Linked DNA regions of Gossypium arboreum: regions 2 and 3 are each linked to region 1. The links are chromatin contacts, called in public Hi-C maps. All regions are on one chromosome and are shown on one strand. Each heading gives the region's core, a stretch centred on a gene start, on an enhancer-like site or on the middle of the called end of the contact. The rest is flanking DNA. Distances are from core to core; before and after follow the strand shown.

Region 1 (5,019 bases), core at 1,185-3,684:
TAGACACTGTACAAACTTTTCTTTTACTTTGTGTCTAGTAGTCCTCTGCTTGATCAGCGTTGAATTGTTTCATGATCATTCCGATGTTAGTATTTTTTGCTTTTAAGTATTTAAATTTGTTGATGTCATTGAATTATTTGGCATGGCCCTTTGGCAGAAATTAAACATTCCCTTAACAACTTAGGTCTTGACTACATATAGATCGGCAATTACTTTGTGCCTTCTACTTGTTTTGTATGATCTCAAACATGCAGATGGATTATGATACATTTTGAATTGCATATTTCAGTGTTCATGTTATTGTGCTTCTTCTTTAATTTATTTGGCTGTAGTATACTTGTATAAAATGTCTTTCTGGTTTTTTTTTACAGTTTTTTCCCAAGAAAGTCGGTTCACCCAGGAAGACTGAGATCATGTTCATTGCACCAACTGGGGAGGAGATTAGTAGCAGGAAACAGTTGGAGCAATATCTAAAATCACACCCTGGTAATCCTCCAATAACGGAGTTTGATTGGGGTACCGGTGAGACCCCTAGAAGATCAGCAAGGATCAGTGAAAAGGCCAAGGCTACTCCAACACCAGAAAAGGAACCCCCAAAGAAGCGAGGCCGAAAATCGTTGAGTGCAAAGAAGGAAAACAAGGAAACAGAGGCTGTTCCCGAAAAATCCGAAGGTGAGAAAGAAAATGAAAAGGAAGATGCACCAACCACTGAAAAGGAAACTGCGGAAGCTGAAAGAGAAAAAGATACTTCCATCGAAACTCAGGTTCAGGATGGAGTTAAAACAGAAGTGGCAGACCAGACTGGGCATGCTGACACCAAGATGGAGGAAGCTGGTACAGATGTTAAGGTACCAGAAACTGCAGAGGCTGGCAAAAAAGAAGAGACTGCTGGTACCGAAGAAACACCAACTGCAATGGAGGTTCAAGAGAAACCTGCAGAAGCTAGTTGCATAGATGGGACTCAAACTGCAAAAGAAGAGGAAGCCCCTACTGAAAAGGTGCCACAAACTCAGGCAGAGAAAGAGAATGGTACATGTGAGAAACAACCAGAAAACCCAGAAACTGTGACATTGGAAGCTAATGGGGGAGTGGAGAAAGAGAATCCAAATGGAGCAGTCCCTGTATCTGAGGGAGAAGCCAAAGAGACACAAGGTTTACAGGAGGTGGCTGGCAAGGGTAGTGTTGAGGTCGAGGACAAAGGCAAGGCAGTAGATGCGGAGGTGATTGAAAATGGTAAGGTTAAAGAAGGTGGGCAAGCTGATACCCCACAACCTACAGGATCTGCGCCTGCAAGCAACTAATATGACAACCAGTATCCTAGCCACCCTGTGGTATTCTAGTTTATTGTATTTGCCTGTAACCTCTATGATGATTCCATGGATGACTGTAACATTAATGATGTTTCTGCTAGATTTGTTTGTTAGTGGGATAGCAATCAACCTGTATCCCTGTAAGAAGTAGGTTTGAACGTTGCAGCTTTTGTTACATTGTGTAGAACTTAGATTGTAGGCACATGAAACTCGTGATTTATGGTTAATGGCTCAAGTCTCAGATCGAACATTACATGTTATGTGATTGATTAACTGCACTGTGTATGCTTGATATGTTGTTGACACAATATGCTGGTGTTTTTTCTCTGTTATAACTTTGGAACCATTGCATGGTTCCTGGTGCATGGAACCGTCGTGCCCTTGCTTAACGTGCAGCTTTTTAACCCCTGGATAAAGCATGTAGGTAGGTGTTTCATTTGCATGACATTGGTCGCTCTCATGATCTGTTTACATAATTATTTGGAGTTCAAAGGCAACATTGATAGCTCTCCTTCATGAGCATCTTCCATCTTTGCTGGGTATGCACATGCTGCGGAGTTTTCAAAGCAATAATCGAAGGTGTTTTGCCAATGATTTTTAAGACTGTTAAATAAGAACTATATTTTTCTTTATTCAAAGGGTTTTCCCATATGAATATAATCGTTGTAATGATCAATGGAATATGCACTGTAGGCTTTTCGTTAACCTACAAAACTGTGTCCTCACCAAGCTTGATTAAGTAGCTTAATAATCATGCCACCTCTTCTATAATGCAAAAGCAACAAGCAAAAGCCAAACTTATTTCCATCATTAACCAATGTTTCACTTCTCCTCATATCCCAAGAAAGGTATACATAAAAATTATTCAACTATCCACCTGCATACACGAGGGGCTCATGTACTTTTTACGAGTAACAGTGTCATTTGTTTATGGACAACCCCCCAAGAATAGAAAGTTGCAGAAAAGGCATACTTTGAAAGTAAGAATCTTTTAGTTTTTTTTTTTTTATTGAGCTTTGGGTTAAGGTTAAGAATCTTCTTCCTCTTCTTTATTTCTAAAGCCTTTTTGGTACATCATCTTTAAATAAGGTTTAAGAATATTTTCTTGGGTGGTTTTTGTGACATGCCTGCATTAACAAGTCTTGCCTTTCTTTTTGCTATAGTTTTTAAGTCATCAAAGACTGGACCAACCCCACCTCTTTTCTACAAATGGAATGCACATCCTCCGTTTATCTTCCTACATTTCATATGGGTTCTTCTTTCTTTCTCTGGCTCTTCCTAATCTTCTCTGTCATATTCTCTCCTGGTATGCACCTTTCGTTATTGTGTCTTTTCTTTTTGCTGATACTTATTGCATATGTAATACACCATAAAAAAAATTAAAAAAGAAAAAAATCCCATTTTTTCATCAATATGGCTGCTTTGCTTTAATCCATTATAAGTTTGGCTGCATGCTGAGTTGATGAATTACTCTGCCTTTCAATGACTATGTATTATTGGCCATGTCTAATTAAAGCACATATATTATTGGTGATGTGTGTGATCATGCAGTTTCAGCTAAACATTCAGTCACATGGACCTATGGAGTAAACTATGGCAGAATAGCAAACAACCTACCACAACCAGAAAGCGTGGTGACTCTTCTAAAAGCTGCAAAGATAAACCACATTCGTATCTACGACGCAGATCACGGAGTTCTCCAGGCCTTTAAAGGGTCCGGTATAGAAATTATAATTGGACTTCCCAATGAATATTTAAAAGAAATAAGTATAGGTGAGGACCGTGCCATGAATTGGGTACAAGAAAACGTACAGGCATTCCTTCCCGATACTCGAATCCGAGGAATAGCCGTCGGCAATGAGATATTGGGAGGGACAACTATAGAACTTTGGGAGGTCTTATTACCAGCAGCAAAGAATGTTTATAGTGCTCTTTACAGATTGGGTTTACAGCATACTGTTGAGGTTTCAAGTCCACATTCAGAAGCTGTATTTGCCAATTCTTTCCCACCATCAGCTTGCATCTTCAGACCCGATGTTGCTCCATTCATGAAGCCACTATTGGAGTTTTTCTCACAGATAGGCTCTCCGTTTTATATAAACGCATATCCGTTCCTAGCCTACAAGAATGACCCTCAACACATCGACATTAACTACGCATTATTCAAAGATAATCGTGGGATTTACGATGCAAAAACGAAGCTACATTATGATAACATGTTTGAAGCTCAGGTAGATGCAGCCTATGCAGCATTGGACAAAGCTGGTTTCAGCAAGATGCAAGTCATTGTTTCTGAAACCGGATGGGCTTCGCGTGGGGATCCTGATGAAGCTGGTGCAAACGTGAAGAACGCAAGGACTTACAACCGGAACCTGCGTAAACTGTTGGCTAAGAAGAAGGGAACCCCATTTAGGCCAAAGATGGTGATCAAGGCTTATGTTTTTGCATTGTTCAATGAAAATTTAAAGCCTGGGCCAACATCCGAGAGAAACTTTGGATTGTTCAAACCTGATGGAAGCATTTCGTATGATGTAGGGTTCACTGGACTGGTGCCTTCTGCAGCACCACCCTCCATACTTGTCTCTTTTAAGGTATGCTTTGCTTTTCTTCATTGCCTATCTCATAATATTCCATTTGAATATGATTACTGTTGTTGATTTTGTGTAGTTAATTTTGTCAACATTGGTTTTGTTTGCAGGAAATTGCGGGGCAGGGTTGGTTAAGATGGTCTTATTTATTGGTTTCCACGGCTTGGGCTGTTGTTTTACTCTAGTCTTTAGGATTATCTACATTATTTACTAACTTTGGATTCTTTGTATAGGGAAGTTCTTATCGGACCAAGTTGATTCAACAATAAAACTTCTATTTCTCAGGCCTCCAATTTCCTTTTATATTTACCAAAATATCTTTTCATAATTTAGTATTTTTATTAATTAATTAATTAATTAAAATTTTAAATCTATTTAAAGTATTATAAGAATTCAATTCTAACTCAACTCCAATAATTTGACTGCTGAAAATTTAATTATAAAAAGATTTTTTGTTCATTTTAATTTTAACATTCATTTGAAAATGAGAAACTAAAGATAATTAATAATATTTTTTCCTTAATTGTACATATTTTTATTAGTATAATAATAAATTTAGCTTTTAAAATTTATACAATTTATCAATTTGTTCTTGATTTAATAAATTTAGCCTGCAACATCGATAAAGAATATATAAACATTGAAAGTTAAATTTATTGTTACACAAATAAAAAAATATGTACAATTGATAGTAAACATTAATATTGTAATGTTGAAATTAATTATCCAAGGACAGGAATTAAATAAATGATGAATTTGAGAGATACTAATTAAAGAAATCTAAATATGGTTGAATTAGATGATAGGCAAGATTTGTGGGTGCACATTTCTAACAATATTTTGGATATATGTTGTTGTTCTATTGGTGGGAAAATTGTAATAGCCGACAAAAACATTAATTCAAATCAGATACTGGATTAAATATAACATTTTATTCATTCAATTTTAAATTATTTTCTGATTTTGAAATTTTAATTGAATAAATTTTAAATGCCATTCTTATTCCACGAGAATAGCACCAAAGAAAATCAAATATTTACTCTCTTTTGGGAATTTATGTATGTTTTAATTTTTAATTCAAATTTTATTCTAAATTTAAGTTAATTACATTTTCAGAACCA
Region 2 (5,019 bases), core at 1,154-3,653, 220 kb after region 1:
TATTTATTTATTTTTATATATTTCTTTAATTTTTCTAAAATTAGGATCAAATTGAGATCATTTTTAAATTTTGAGCGTTAAATTTTTAAAATTTTTACTAAATCGATATAATATGTAATATTTGAGAACTAAATTTGTTATTATACAGATTTTTAACTACCACATCACCCTCCCATTAGTGCAATTAACAAAAATGGATAAAAAAACTATCTAGATTAGTTAGATAACTAAATTTTTAAAAAAGACTTATAATTAAATGACAAAAATAAATAAATAAATAAATGGGTGATAAAAGACTCGTAATTGAATGACATGTGATATAATTTACCTATATGTATACATGGGGTACATGAGATAATAAATACCAAATCATTATTTTAAGTCTACCCAATTTAATAAGAAAAGTAAGAAATAAAAATAATTGCATTTCAAGAGTTGGTCTATCAATTTGGAAAAACTTGATTTACTGCTTAAAAGTAAATTTGATATTAAAAAACAAGAATAGTATTTGTTGGTATTTTGAGATTGGGCTGTGTGACGGTACAAGATCATATAAAATAATTGATGGGTGAAAGCAAGCACTGGCTCTTCTGGATCTTGTTGGTTAGGTTGTGTTCCCGCACCATAACCTTATCAAGGTTCGAAGGTCGGTAAGGAAATGAAATAGAAAGGAAATTATACAAATGAAATTAAGGTATTTTAAAATACCTTTTTTCTTAAATAAGAAAATCTTTGAAAATTCAATTTTAAATTTTTAAATTTATATCTTTAAACTGTTTTTTTTTAATAAAAAATTTATGTAAGTACTTAGGTTTGAAATTTACATAATTATATGTGTGGATTTTTGAATGTCAGTTGTCATATGTAGATTTTAATCCAGTTAGTTTAGTTTGTTGGCCTTAGTCTAGAGTGTATTGGCTCTTATTCCGCTTGTATTGTAATAGTTTAATACTACATTATGATCTCTCGGACAGTTCATATTGTATTAGTTTGATACTTGTGATTTTCCGACATGTATTTGTATTTTGATTGTACTTGTAACACTTTTAAAAAATTTCTTTTAAGATTCCTTTGAAAATTTAACTTTAAATTTTGATTTTGATGTATATAAATTATTTTGATTGGAAAAATAAAATATTTGAAATTAATTTATTTTATTAAGATTTGAATTTAAAAATTTAAAGTATAGATGATTTAAAAGATTAAAGTTAAAATAAGAATTTTACTCCAAATTCAATTTGAATTTATAAAAGATTTAAAGTTGTTCCAAACTTACTAATTATAAATATAATTATTAATAATTAATTTTGATTAAAATAACTTAGAAAATATATATTCAAAAAAAATATTTACGTGAGTTTATTTTCAGTCCACCTAATTTAAAATTTCCGTAACAATTCTGTCAAGAGTAAAACGTAAGGTCGCAATTAAAAGAAAAGGTTGCTTTCCAAGACTTGGTTTATAAATTCGAAAATTAGAACTATTGATATTAAAATATTAATTGCAATTAAGAAACAACAATAGTATTGTTGACATTTTGGATTGGACCAAATTTTGACTGTGAGAGAATCAAAGTAAAAGTTTTAAATGGGTGGAATGAAGCACTGGACCTTGTTGGTTCCAACGCTAGCTAGGAAACCAAACTAATCATAACTTGAAATAAGGTATTTTAAGATACACTTAAAGATAAGATTGAAATTTTAATTTAATATTTTGACATAATTCAAAATGTTTGAATAATATTGAACTCAATATTTTTTTTGCAATTAAAGATCCGCACTTTAATTGAAGTTGTGTCACCAGATCTCAAATTTAAGAAGCTCATTGATGCTATAGATATTGATATTAACAGTAGAAATTAGTATCAATTAGTCTAAATTCTGTTTTTACCAACTAATATTTTGATGTTTCAACTGTTTTAAATTTTATTAACTTAACCATTTTTATCTTATAATTATATTTAAAATATAATTGAAACTAATTAATAGTTTTGAAATATATTTGTGTATATAAATATACTTCTATGTATACATGCATGTATAATAACATCAGTTTTTAACAAACTAAAATTTAAACTACAAATACATATTCTAAAAATACGCATAAACTTTTTGGTACATTTAAACACGCGTGTACCGGTAACAGAACAAAAACGATATTACCTACCAATACCAAAGTGTATTTTTGTATATCCAAAAATCCAGTTATAAAATTATAATTAAACATATTCGAATAAAATAAAATTGAGTTGAATTTAAAGCAAATAAGTCTGTTACTATTGAAACCTAACCTGAGCAGAGCTTCTTGGGCACATATTGTGTTTAACCCAACATTTGAGGTGATCGTATTCAAATCCTAGTTCTTACTCGTATTTACAACTCCAAAAAACATTCTTACGATTGGGATTTAGTACATGCAACTATGCAATGCAAGTATTTTTTTCCCTTCATTCCATACATAGTAGAATTTGGAGTCTTTGGTAAAAACAGATTTAGGGATTTAAGTAAAAGTATCCTCCCGATCTCCTTCCACAGTTTCACCTTCTTCCAAGTTGCTGAACTCCAGGAAATGTGTCGGCCTATGCTCCTCATTGTAGTACTCTTTCGGTGTCCCCAGCTTCACCCCGTATTTCATGCTCACTGTATGCTTCACTCCCATGAAATTGTAATTCCACGGACCATTGTCAGGTATCTATCAACCAAAATTCAACACAATTCAGAACAATAACATTAAGGTTAGTAGTTCAACAACACTAGCCAATGGGATGGATGCTCTTACCATATAAAATCCAAGGAACCGATCACTTAGGAGCATCTGCACCTTCTCATAATGCGTTGGGAGGTAACCATGAGGGTTGCTTCCTGTATCTTTGTTAACCCGTCCCCACTCATAACCACTTGGGGTAAGCTTGTAGGCTGTTAATGAGCAAGAACCGGGAGTGAAACTGCATGTCAAGATTATGCACTTCTCTCCATCCCACTGTTTGTTGTTCTCTAATATCCGAGAATGGGATGTCACATCCTGTGTTTACATATGCACGATAAGAGAACAATTATTAGTTTTATAGCATTTGATTTCCAATGATAAACTACAACACTGAAATATTCTATTAAATTTGAACATCAATAAATAAATAAACTGAATATAAACCTGTGGCGATAATTGAGGAAGCTCATTTGGCTGTGTGTGCAGCCATCCCAAAGGCTCCAGATCATTCAAGAAATCATGTTCAGGAAGAGCTGATGGAAGATTAACTTGCTGATGAGTACCCCATTGCGGTGGCATGGCAATGCATCGGATTTCCTTAACCTGGGGATTATCAGGAGGGCTTATTCCATACAAGTATCCAGCAATTTGAGTCCTGAGATCTGCTATACAGATGAACTTCTTTAAAATGTTCTTTGGCATGATATATGTGTACCCAGTTTCCTGCATGTTAGCAGATATATAAGCCTCAAGACCAACTGATACTCTCAAAAAAGTCCTATTTTTCTGGATAAATAATCTCACATAAGCGAGATTTGTACCTTTATGTCCTCTGAGTTCACATATATATGATTCACTCGAAGATAAAGATTAGTAGCTGATATTGCTCTAACACGCCAATCCGTCTTGGACCCAAATGCTGCTTGTTCATAGGGACTTGTGGTGGTGACAATGAGCTCATCTCCATGCACGTTTGTAGTCCTAGTTGTCACAGCTGTTAGCTGGCTTGCCTCCTTCGCCTGAAAATGTCAGTTCAAAACGTAATAGCTCCAAGTTAGTAAAAAAGTTCTCATTTTATTAAAAATAAAATAATAAAAGCAAATTAAATCAGCAATGTATATAGTAAGACAAACAGAAGCATAACCTGTTTCTCAATCTCTGCTATCTGCTGCCTCTGTTGAGAGGGCGGAGTAATCTCAGCTCCAAGGATGATGTCACGAATCTCAGACTGTGTCAGGGCTGATGTGTTCACATTGTTCTTTTTGGCATAGTCGGAAAGTATCAGATCTCTTAAAGCAACTTCGACCTGCACCAAGACATCATTCTTAAATGTACTGCATTGCAATGAATTAAATGTACTGCATTGCAATAAAGGATGCATGATTCTACAACATATTGGAAAATGTTTTATGAATAAAAATAACAAGGACCTTCATCCATTGATCATCAGTTAGAGAAGGCCAAATATGGTGTGGCTCAGTAACGATTGTCTTATCAGGTTTCAGTAACATCTTAGCCTTCTCATTGTTCACGTGAAGCGCACGAAGGATCAGAATGAGTCGGGAGAACGCAGTGTATGATGAGATACTCTTCAACCAGTCATCATAGATGTTGAACAAAACCATTTGTGGCTCTGTAGCTTTCAGAATTAGATCACCAAATTTCTCAATTTTCAAGCAAGCCTGGAATGGGAGTTGCAGCTCACTTCCCTTGATAACTATGTTAGGGAAATCCAGTAAGTGAACCTCCAAAGGATCAAGCATTCCCTTTCGTGTAACAATGATCTGCTTTGGTTGTTCTTCAACAGGCAAAGACCGCACAAGAGCAGCAACTTCTTCAGCAGTTTTCCATTTGGCAAGCTGACCAAGACGCTTTTGACCTGCCCAGACACTAGTGTGAATTACCTGCAAGAGGGAAATGTCATCCAGTTGAGATCTTCACAATTGACGAATTAGCTTAGAAAAGAAACTATATGAAGAAACAAACCTTTAGGAACAACTGTCCAGTCCGTGGATTGAAAATAAAGATGGCACCATTAATGGGTTTTGTGGTGAGATTCCCTTCAAATGTCTTATGTATTGTCACACGATACACATTGGTGTCATCAACAAACCAAATGATCTGGTTGCTGAAGATCTCCCCATAGTTCTGGGATGACAGATACGGCTCAGTAGGCTCAGAAGAATATAACTGCAAACCTTTCCTTATCCTCTCCCTTAAGACATATAAAGCTGGATTTGACTGTACAAGGATTTAAAAGAAAAAAGTAAGAAAAATTAGTTCAACCCTTTAGATTTATACCCATGCTAGCAT
Region 3 (5,019 bases), core at 1,150-3,649, 140 kb before region 1:
GATGGATACTTCCAATGATTCTAACTTCAGCTCTGAACTCCTTCTTTCCTTGTCCTATGCTCTCCAATTTTTTAACAGCCAATTGGGTGCCATCTGGCATCTCACCTTGGTAGACTGAGCCAAATCCTCCTTGGCCAACCTTTATAGAGAAGTTTTTAGTTGCCTTACAAAGTTCACGATAAGTGTAACGAACAGGCATCCCTGAAAAACTGTCCAGGAAAGTATCGTCCTCCGAGTTTTCTGTAGGATATTCAAGCAATCTCTTCTGTCTCCGGTAATAATAGAATCCTACATAAAGTAGACCAGCAATAACCAGAATCGTTGCTGTTACTATTATCACAAGAAATATAATATGCTTAGCTTCATTTGTGCTTCCTTTAGCATGATTTTGCCAGCCACTTTCATTCCTTGAGACCTTCAAAAATGAAACAAAACCACTAGAACCCACCTCAGCACGCTTCAGACCTCCAATTTGATCAAACAAAAAGCAATTCCCTGTGCTGTTTTCAAAGAATAATGCAGAACAAGAGCACGTTCCCATGCAAGCTTTCTTGCAAGCATTTATGTCGGCGTTCATATAGGGTTTGACAAACTCAAGCACAGAATAATCAAGCATCTCACCAACATAGAGTAGATCTGCTGAATTACAGGTGGAGGTTATTGGTGGACTGCAATCGCTTTGCGCAAGAAGTTGTTTAGGACATTGACACACAGTGTCAAAATAGCACACCATAAATGGGGGACAAGTCTCGGGAATGTTGCAGGGGTTTTGGGGTATCTTTTTTGCCTCAGCAATTACTCTTCTTCCCTGATGAAGATTATAGAACACAATTGCTCCATCTGATCCTAATTTGGCAGCCCATGTGACATTCATATCAGAATTCTGAGAGAAGTTGAACTGCCATATCAACACTTTATTGTGATCATAAAAGTTCCATGAGTTGAATACTAAAACTGCAGAATAAACTGTGCCAGTAAAATTCTTACCGGTTGTCTTGATTTCGTGTAACAAAGACCAATAAGTTTGCGGAATCTGAAACCCTGTGTATAAGACCAAATCCCCAGACTCAAATTCAAGATAATCACTCTTTTTCCTTCGGGGAAAACTTTTGAGTCTCATTCCTTCCACAAAATCCTGGCCAGATAAAAGGGTATCAGTGGGATGGCTAAAACTCTGCCAAAGAGTTCTTCCATTGTCCCCAAGAAGTACCAAGTTACCTGAATCCAGCAATTCCAGAGATGTCGCCCTTTCTCCGGTAGTGTTTGTGGCCCAAGCAAACCTATCTCCTCTTTCCAAGTATACATTTCCATTGCTATCAAATACAAACTTATCAGATTTTTCTACCAACAAGCCTCCTCTATTAGCAGTCCAAACAACTTGGGAAGCTTGAACATGAATGACCACCAAGACAAAACTTTGAGCATCCAAGGCAGTATAGAAGCCAAAACCAAATATTTTATTTTTGGATAAGAGGAACCTGCCATCATGTTCCACCCATTGCATCTGAGATGCTTGGAATCCTGGATATAACCGGCCAACAAGTTGATCTGCAGCAATACAGATTTTGAAGGCCAAAAGTAGACCGAAACACAAGGTTCTAACTTTGAACAAACCCATAATTCCTGTAAATACAAGTTGATCAGCGTCAAGTTTGCTATGTAGTATTCAAAATATCAGGCAAAGATTCTAAAAAGTTGAAGCTTTTGCTCAAGCTACAAGAAAGACTGGTTAGAGTTAAAGGAAAAAATCTACCAAAAACTAACCAAAAAAGGGAAGAAAAAAAAGTTTCTTTAGGTTTTTGGTTATATATCCCACAAGATAGAATTGTAACAGTGAGAAAACAGTTTTTCTGCCTAGTTGCATGAAGTCTTCAATTCTGTAAACAAATACAAGAAAGTTTGAAGAGAAAGCAAGCTAAACTGTCTAAATACCAAAGGAGTGTCCAACTACAAGCTTGATTTATTTCACCGTGCAAATTATCCAACCATTCTGGAAATAAACTGGAAATGTAAAGAGCATATTAAGTTGTCAAATGATGGGGTTTTCACTGTGAAAAATTATAACTTACAAACAGGGTTAGATATCCATAAGAAGAGCTTTCAAATAAGCTTTGATGGTTGATGAAGAGGGTAAAGAAAGATGAGCCAGAGCAGGAGAAAGAGACATTAATGACCCTTGTTTTGGTTCAGTCCAAGAAGCAGCTGGAGCAGGTAAGGCAATGTTGGGCACCTGTCTTTCCCTTTCTTGACTTGAAAAAGCATAAGCTTGAAGCAAGCTGGAAATTAAAGTAAAATCTTTTTTTTTTTTTTTTTTTTTGTGGAAAATGAATACCAACCATGTTTCCTTCCTGTTTATCTCTTTTACTGCTTTAAATGTATCATGTGGAATATGGGTTTTTAGTACTGTTTTCTAATTGCTTCCGGTTGTTGTATGTTTTACACCATGTAGAAATACAGTCAATAATAAATACCCTTTTTAAAACATTTAGGAAATAAATTTCTTGTTGATAAAAATGCAAGTAATTTTTTAAAATAATTTAAAGTTAATTTAAAATAGTTATATAAATAATTTGATTAATTTTATATTTTATATTTTCTAAATTTCATTAATTGAATTAATCTACTATTAACTTGTATATTTATTATTTGTTTTGAAACATTTCTAGTTCTACTTTCTTCTGCAACTAATAAAATTATTTTTTTACGAAAAAGAGATATTTGATTTGATGAGTGCAGTCTTTGATTTAATGAATGCAGCTAATAAAATGATATATGATTTACGGTTTGGGGAGTTCGGACTCAAACCTTCAACGTAAAGTATTGTCTTATTAGGAGGTTTTATTTTCTATTCAGAAAAGTGTATCGGTTGATGATTGATGTAGATACGAACGGTAAATTTACATGAAATATGTCAAAAATATTAGAAATTAATTATAGAAAGTGTTTATGCGAGGATTGAACCATCAATCAACGTCTCATATGTCTTACCTTAGCATACCCTATACCAACCAAGTGCACTTTTCATAACTATACTGACACCTTTTCAATGAGCTTACAAATCGTATCTATATTAACTATCAACCGAAGCGCTCTCCAAGTGAGGTCCAAAACCCCGAGTGAGATAATACCTTCTATTGAAGGTCCAAAACTCAACTCCTTAATAGTTACATATATTGAAAATAAAATTATTTATTATCTAAGTATTAACTTAATTGATATTATTATTGATTTTCAAAGCATAATGTTGCTCCAATTTAATTAATTAGAAGTTTGAGAAATTTAGTTCCATCTTAAACAATATATATAAAAATATTTTTACTTTTTACATTTTAAAAATAGAACACATAATTAAAATATATGGATATTAAAAAGTGCTTTAAAAAGAAAAGAACTATGCAATAGTTTTAAAACAATTATACTATGTTTGGTTGAATTATTATTATTTATGTATATTTTAATATTTAGCAATTTTATTATTTATTTTTAGCAAATAAATTAAATTTTTTTGCTTATTTGGAAGTAGACTTATTTGTTATTTTTATAAGAGATTTTACTATTTTTTTAATTTTAATTTTAATATTGTACTAATTTTTATTATTTTATGTCAAATTACTATAATACATATATAACAAATAAGTTTTTTCTCATATTATTACACAACTAATCAAACGAGACATTAATATTAAAAAAATGTAACAATTATAAAGTGTGACATGTAATATATGAATGCATGTGAAATAATGATATAAAATATAAGTAATAAAGCATTAATATTATTACCAATCCACGTTGTTTTTTAAGAGAGAAAGAAAAATGTGTCCTACAGACATCAGTGAAAACGCATCTGATAGAACGTGCTTTTAGGAGAGAATAAAAATGAGTCCTATAAGACATGTTTTCACTTCCACATCAGTGAAAATGTGCCTTGTAAGATGCATTTTCCTTTCAACAGTAACTTTTTCAACAGCTACAAGAGCTCCAATAGCCGTAATTTTTCTTGTATAAACTCCTTCAAACTTCATTCTTTTCAACTCAGTACTTAATTCTCAATCTTCAATTCTCAGTTATATTTTTAAATCTTTCTCTGAATCTTATTCTTTTCAATTTTATTTTATTCCTTATAATTTTTAAAATGACAAATCAAATTATTCTTTTGGATGACTAACATATCTCTGACGTTCAATTACAAATGGTAAAAAAAAATTATTAAATTATTTAATTTTAAATAATCAATTATTATACTGTCAACATTCTTAATTTTTATGTTTATATACTCAAATCAAAGATCGGATTTTGGACATGTACATAAACAATTTAATCGAATGTGCATCAGATGTCATTTATTGAAACTTGCGAGATGCAAGATTTCTATATATTACTCGCATGTTCGAGGGGACTAAATTGGATCCCTCATTTATCAATGCTTTAGTCGAAAGATGGAAACTGGAGACATACACATTTCATCTTCCTTGGGGTGAGTGTGGACTTACACTTACTTTACAACTTAGTCTACCAGTTGATGGGGAAGTTGTTACGGGGCTAGTGGTGAGTGCCGGTTCAAGTGCAACATGCAAACAACTACTAGGGAAGCTGTCGAACAAGTTTAGGGGTAGTCGAATCGAGATGGGATGGTTGAAGGACAACTTCCAAAATATTGAAGCTTACGCAAGTGACGTTGAAAAGAAAAATTCGCATGCACATTCATCTTAAGGTTGATCGGGGGTCTACTTATGCCAGATAAATCTCAAAATCTGGTACATTTAAAGTGGCTACTATTACTAGCCGACTTGAAGGAAGGGAGATGACTTAGTTGGGGATCAACGATGCTGGCGACATTGTATTGAGAAATGTGTCGAGCAACGGAACAAAAAAGTTAAAATCGACAGTTGCATGCTCCTTCTTCAATCGTGGGCAAGTATCGACTACCATTTTTATGCCTCCGAGTGGACCTCCTTAAGAATCTCCACTCATGATATGGTAAAATTAATTTGATAATATCATTATCGTTATAACTTTTCA

What was found. Hi-C and Micro-C count contacts between places; a contact is called where the count stands out from the background.
Region 2: a contact with region 1 is called in a Hi-C map of leaf, with 4 times the contacts expected there. The contact joins the enhancer-like site here to the promoter of LOC108488796 in region 1. A contact is called at or near these places in 2 of 5 Hi-C or Micro-C datasets (both in leaf).
Region 3: a Hi-C map of leaf shows a contact between it and region 1, with 5 times the contacts expected there. The contact joins the promoter of LOC108489633 here to the promoter of LOC108488796 in region 1. A contact is called at or near these places in 3 of 5 Hi-C or Micro-C datasets (all in leaf).

Annotation. Positions count from the first base shown.
Region 1 is chr10:10,803,889-10,808,907 of ASM2569848v2, forward strand. LOC108488796 (glucan endo-1,3-beta-glucosidase 14-like) reads left to right here and starts at 2,435. Exons shown (of 3, transcript XM_017793083.2): 1 at 2,435-2,616; 2 at 2,862-3,901; 3 at 4,009-4,191. The coding sequence starts at 2,520. The coding sequence ends at 4,083. It overlaps LOC108489439 (methyl-CpG-binding domain-containing protein 11), which reads left to right. Exons shown (of 3, transcript XM_017793993.2): 3 at 372-1,618. The coding sequence ends at 1,301.
Region 2 is chr10:11,028,743-11,033,761 of ASM2569848v2, forward strand. LOC108489044 (pre-mRNA-processing-splicing factor 8A) reads right to left here. Exons shown (of 23, transcript XM_017793283.2): 17 at 4,693-4,947; 18 at 4,137-4,610; 19 at 3,851-4,012; 20 at 3,528-3,725; 21 at 3,151-3,429; 22 at 2,779-3,021; 23 at 2,159-2,691. The coding sequence ends at 2,500. Among protein-coding and RNA genes, the nearest start is that of LOC108489044, 11 kb to the right of the region's middle. Within about 2 kb of position 2,404, at least 2 of the 2 cell types and tissues checked have an H3K27ac peak or open chromatin away from gene starts, as enhancers often do. A contact at or near this core is called in leaf, where this site is marked.
Region 3 is chr10:10,666,870-10,671,888 of ASM2569848v2, forward strand. LOC108489633 (G-type lectin S-receptor-like serine/threonine-protein kinase SD2-5) reads right to left here and starts at 2,400. Exons shown (of 2, transcript XM_017794307.2): 1 at 2,070-2,400; 2 at 1-1,623. The coding sequence starts at 1,618.